Regions from separate parts of the Gossypium hirsutum genome. Here region 1 is linked to region 2. A link is a contact called in public Hi-C data. All regions are on one chromosome and are shown on one strand. Each heading gives the region's core, a stretch centred on a gene start, on an enhancer-like site or on the middle of the called end of the contact. The rest is flanking DNA. Distances are from core to core; before and after follow the strand shown.

What was found. Hi-C and Micro-C count contacts between places; a contact is called where the count stands out from the background.
Region 1: a contact with region 2 is called in a Hi-C map of leaf, with 2.8 times the contacts expected there. The contact joins the promoter of LOC107945024 here to the promoter of LOC107953431 in region 2. A contact is called at or near these places in 2 of 34 Hi-C or Micro-C datasets (callus and leaf).

The regions. Positions count from the first base shown.
Region 1 is chrD12:3,980,917-3,984,121 of Gossypium_hirsutum_v2.1, forward strand. It overlaps LOC107945024 (phosphatidylinositol/phosphatidylcholine transfer protein SFH6), which reads right to left and starts at 1,847. Exons shown (of 14, transcript XM_041108257.1): 1 at 1,381-1,847; 2 at 1,094-1,189; 3 at 406-709. The coding sequence starts at 1,127.
Region 2 is chrD12:3,720,662-3,723,535 of Gossypium_hirsutum_v2.1, forward strand. LOC107953431 (probable LRR receptor-like serine/threonine-protein kinase At2g16250) reads right to left here and starts at 1,500. Exons shown (of 5, transcript XM_016888741.2): 1 at 1,128-1,500; 2 at 1-986. The coding sequence starts at 782.

The sequences.
Region 1 (3,205 bases), core at 597-3,096, 260 kb after region 2:
CAAAAGAGTAAGGCCAGAAACTAATTATTATTGGTCACAGTATTCAAAGTTTGCAAGGCAAACTAAAAATGGGAGAGCAGAAGAGAAGATGCAGAAGGCTCCAAACAAAAACGAAAAGGACATATCATATCAGTAAGCAGAAAATAGATGTGTTGAAAAACAAAAGAAAAAGCATAACAATGATAAGACCAATAGACTCACAGATCTTATTGGTTTCTTTATCAAGCCAATTAAAATTCAAATCAAGATTTTAATTGGTGAACCATGAAGCAAACACAATCATTAAGGAAATTACTATATATAAAAGATAAAATGTTTCGTCATTAGGCTATCCACTGCTAACTTGACAAAAAAAAACCCTAATATGTTGAGGAATGTGAAATAAAATTAAGAGAAGGAGAGCACCTCAACATCATGTGATAGTCGTCGTGTTTTTCTGGAAGCAGTTCTTCCATGATTAATGCTTGTCGAAATTGATCAACAGCCCGTAGCTCTTCAGCATTGCGAACATCCTCAATGGATACAGAGCTGACACGGCCATCACTTTTCCTTCTATTACTCTTCTTTTTAAGAGAATGCTTAAATCTAGCAGATGCACTTATTGCTTTCTTTTTCAAGGATCCAATTCTTGTGCGCCTTTCATCCTCTGAGTTCTCGAAATCAGATTTCCTCTCTCTCCTCTCATCACTACCATAAAACCCCTCAAAGCCTGTCTCATGACATATATCAAAGCATTACAGTTAAAAACATGTAGTGTTTAGATAAAGAAGAAATAAAAGATGAAGTGAGAATCATTTTTTCCCCTCATTTTTACCTATATTTCTGAAAAGAAAATCTAAAGAAGCTACAAATCATGGCAAAAAATAACAAAATAAGAAGTCAAAAAAATAAATAAAATGAAAATAATGTCTATAATCTCCAATGTTATATCTGACAACCTAAACAAGAATCGAATTCATTTATTCTTTAGTAAAATCGAGTCTTTAATTTCTCTTCCATTATCTGCAATACCAAAATTTTCTCAGCAACCAGACTGTAGCAACAGTAGAACCCTAGAATAACAAGATGAAGAAACGAACGAAGTTAAACTCACAAGGCCGAGCGAATCGATCGAGTGGCCCCGACATCTATACTCCGTCTCGAAGAATCAAGGCTTGGCCGCCGGTGATCCGAATTACTGGCTTTAGGTCTAAATAGTGTGAAAATGGCATCAGTGTACACGCACGAACCGTACCAAAACGAACATTACGATCAAGAAGCAAGAACAAGGTAAGTAAAGAGCCCAAAATTTTAGGTGGTTAAAAATTTGCTTCTTATTTTAATTTTATCACAAAAAATAAATGAATAAATAAAAGAAGTGAGAGAAAATGAACAACTTACTGCGTCTTTCTCTTTTGAGAAAAATTAGTAATTGATGTGTTTCTACGTCACGGGTCACGAGGTAGATCCGACGGTCATAAATGTGTCTGACCAGAATTTTAACTCATCTCGGAGACTATGGTTAACAAGTAAAGTAAAAAAAAAAAAGAATTAGAATTTTGGATGAAAGTAAACAAATAAAAAGAAACTCGCGGAGTAAACGACGGCGAATTTAGAGAGAGAAAGGAATTGGTTGGGGACTTGTCTCAATGAAACGAGGGCATAAAGGAAATTATGGGAGTTGATTGAAGGGGAGGTAGAGCCAGGGGATTTTTCTTTATTGAGAGGAGGTGATGAGAGAGCAGGGAAACGACGAATCTGTCGGTGGTAGGTAAACAGTACCCGATTAAGGACATTGCTGGTACTGTAATTGGGTAATCATTCTGTCACTGCCGGTGTTTTAAATAAATATGGTACTATTCAGTGATAGGATAATAAGTTTCAATCCAATTTTTATTTTAAAGAAAACACCATCATATTTTGTTATAATTTAAACTTGAATCCAGAGAATTACGCAATTTATTTTTTAAGATTTACGTGCGACTGGGACTGAAATTTGAAAAAGCTGTCCCAACCCTTTCATAGCATCAAGAGTTTTTCTCAATTATTTATTATACCGCCCAATATTTGAAAGTTAGAATGGCAGCGAAAGTTAATCATTCTTTTCTTTGGTTTTTTAAATGAAATTACAGTGCTTATGATGAGACAAAGATTGGGTCACGGAACTCTTTTTGATAATGATCAGACCATGGTTCATACCAATATGTGAGCATCAAGGCTCTAATGTCATGGATTGCAGTTCAAAGTCCGTGATCATGGTATCAAATGCATCTAATAGAGGCCTATTATTTAGATGGAGATTATTTGGCTCATAATAATTGATTCGATTCAATAAACTGTTAAAAAAGTCTCTCAGATTGAAGCTTAGGTGGTCCAATGATGAAGATACGATAATATAGGCTATCTTGGTAAATATGAAAACTAATCTTAAAATATTGATAGGAATCATATCTTATAAAGGTGTATCTTATAAGTCTCATGATTTGAGGGATACACTAATCTCGTCCCGATTTAATGATATTGTTGTTTCTTTATTCTTTTGTGAATAAGAAAATATTGAAAGCATTTAGTCAAAGTACATTTTTTTTGTCTCTTTGTTGTTCTTTTATAGCTTCTTTTGACACAATTGCTTCCGCTATACAAATTGGTGTATTGGAAGAATTCTAAAGTAATCCTCATTTGTTGTGGTTAGGTTGATTTAGACAAATTTAAAATGAACAGATCGCTTAAGGCTATACGGGTCGTGAGACAAAAAAATCTAGCTCGTGACACTAGACGTTTGACTTTTTTGACGTTTGACTTTTTTCTGTACCCAATAACATATAAGATGTAGAAGCTTATAGAAATGCAAGGGTTGAATTCAAGCACCCCACAATATCCCAAGATCGGTACTGAAGGATGAGGGAAACCAAGCAGAGTCGAGAGGAGCAGATGCAAGAAGGAAAAGGATGATACGGTCAAATGATAAGACTCCACTGAAGCCGTGGATCAACCCGAATTATGAGGGTAATAACAACATAGGCTTTGCATTGTTGATTGAAAACAGGAATAAAGTTGATCGATGTAGCCATTACCATCGTCATTAACAGCAATGACATTTGCAAAGACATAATAAGGAATCATTTCTCTGCTTCTTGAAGTTTCAGTTTTTTGGGGTCAAATTTCTCAAGTTTCAGTGAAATTAGAGTGTTTCTTTTCGGCCACAACAGAAGCCCAGCAGATCTGA
Region 2 (2,874 bases), core at 250-2,749:
CCATTGCTGCTGAGATCAAGGTCCACCAAGCTATCAAGGTCGCCAAGCTGTGAAGGTATCGAAGACGTTAGACCATTGACTGAGAGATTCAGAGTTTGAAGCTTGGAAAGGGCCCCAAGGCCAGGGGGAATTGACCCCCTTAAACTGTTGGAAGAAATGTCAAGACTTGTTAAATTCCTTAGTGAACCAAATGATGATGGAATAGATCCAGTAAGCGAATTCTTGGAAAGATCAAGAACTAAAAGGCTTAACAATTGACCCAGAGTGAATGGAATTTGGCCAGTGAGCCTATTATCCGACAAATATAAACTAGTTAAGTTTGTCAAATTGCCCATACTCGAAGGTAAAACACCAGTGACATTACAAGACCTGAGATCCAACACTTGCAGTGAGGACAGCCTTTGACCAAACCAATCAGGGATAGAACCAGGGAGCATGAACCTTGAGGCATTAAAAGACACCAAATGTGTGAAATTTACAAGAGAATTGACAGCAAACTGTGGGTTTTGTTTACCCACCCTTGTTCTTCTAAACCCAGAAATGTTAATCCCAATAACACTACCATTTTCGCATCTTATACCGTTCCAACTCGAACAAGGATCAACTTTTCTAGGCCAATCTCTGCTTCTGAGCCCCAAAGAGGATCTGAGTTCAAACAAAGCTGTAAACTCGACGCCTGAACTCAGCCGCTGCTGCTGCACTTGTTGCTCAAATGTAGACTCAAATAACAGCAACAACAAGAGATATAACAAAGCCACTCTTATGCTACGCTGATCCACCATGGCTCATTGACACTACCCCCAATCACCCCAACATTCTCAACGCCCCCCCCCCACTAAGAAAACAACCCAGAAATTTCTTCACTTCTAATTTCTTCAAAATTGTTGGTAACCAATCTGTATCAACTTCTGTTCTTCTTTGCCTTTACTTTTTCTCTTTCTACCTACTACTTCCTTTTCTCTCTCTAAATCCTTCAGTTTCTTAAGCTGACCAAGAAAAAAAGCAAGAGATTTTTAAAATGAAATTTGAAATCGAAAAACTCTTAAATTAATCATACTTAATTCTAGAGAGTGAGAGGGAGAAGGCTGGTCAAAAACTTAAAAAGTGTTGACCTTTTTTTATCTTACCCTTTTTTCTTATTCTAAACAGACCAAAAAGCAAAGAGTGGATCTTTGAAGAGCAAAAAGAACAGAGGGTAAAAACCCATAAAAGGTAAATATAATGAAAAAGGAAGGCTTAATAATAATGGGTTTTGAACCAATGGAAAGAAGAGTGAAGGGGTGGTTCAGTAATTAAGGGGTTGAACAACAGAGCTGGCTCTCCCTCTCCGGCGCTGATTCAATTTCTGGTTTGACCACCGGCAATCCCGCCCATTACAGCTAAGCAAAGCTTCGAATTCCAAAAATACTATAAATTTTACTAAACAAACTGGACTCTCTCTAGTACTTTCCCACCATTGGTGGTGTTGTAGTCATATAGCCTGCTGGTTTTCTCATGTTTCCCGTTTTTCGTATCGGTTTATGTCGTTTTATTTGTTTTTGTTTGTGGCCGTACAGTTTAACAATAAGTTACGGTTCAATGCTTTTGTTCTTCTACTCTACTTATAACCCTTGTTTTTATCTAATTAATTTTTTATTTTTATAATTTAATTAAATAAATTATTGAAAATTTATAAAAATATTTTTTTATAAAAACCATTCAATTTAGTCCAGTTCAAATAACCCATTAAATTATTCTGCTATATTTAATTTTTTTTCTTACAATATAAACATTAATCTGAAAAAAAAAAGAATTGCAAAAAATAAGGATCCAATTATGAAACTAACACTAATTAATTTTTTTAATTAATATCGGTTCTTTTTAAGATAACACTAGAACTACCCATAGCCTCTCTCCAATCCATAAATAGGAAGATAATGCACTTCAACGCATTCGAACCCACGTTCTCCTCCATTGGCAAAAATATCAATGTCAATCGAGTTAAGACTCAACCGGCAACACTAATCAATTTTAACCCGCGCCAACTTTACCATTAAAGATGGGATAATTTTCAATTTTAAATGTTATGGTTAATCGAATTGAATACTATTTATCATTCTATTTGAAGACTATTTAATTTGCCATCTTAAAATAAAATAAAATAAAATAAAATATTTAATTGTTTTATTGTATTAATGTTTATTTTATTAAAGTAAAATATAACATCGATGCACCAGTTATTACATTTAATTTTATCCAAAATCAAATTAAATTCCAACTTTTATCTCATTTTTTATTTTATTTCAAATTTTAAAAAATAGTTGTAAGTATTAATTTAATCACGAGTATTTTTGTAATGTTTGGCCTCAACTGGAAATTTTTAGCCGAGAATTAGGGATTGAAGAGCAATTTTTTTTCCCTTTCGGGATCTCTAAGACTATTATATTTAAAGAAAGATGATAATGAAAGATTGCTGACCGTTAAGATTCTTATTGGGATCACTCAATTTGTCATTTTTAACTAACTTTGAATAATTATGCATATAATTATACATATAATAATATATACAAGAATTTATAATTTTAACACATGTTAAAATCTTGTCATACGCAGATGTTATGTGTGAGTTATCCCTTAAATAATTTTAGGTTTAAATTTTATTATATGTAGGTCTTAGTTAAGATATTTACTGAGTTTCTATCCATTGTACTTTGTATTGAGTTGATCGAACATATATTATTGGTGATTTATAAATTCCCTAAGATAGCGTTTGGGAATTTTAGGATTTGGATTTGAATTAAGTTTTTAAGTTGAGTAGTAAACTATTTAAAAATATAACATTCATAATCATTTATCAAATCCATCAATTTGCTAAAAGCTTATTTAATAATGAAT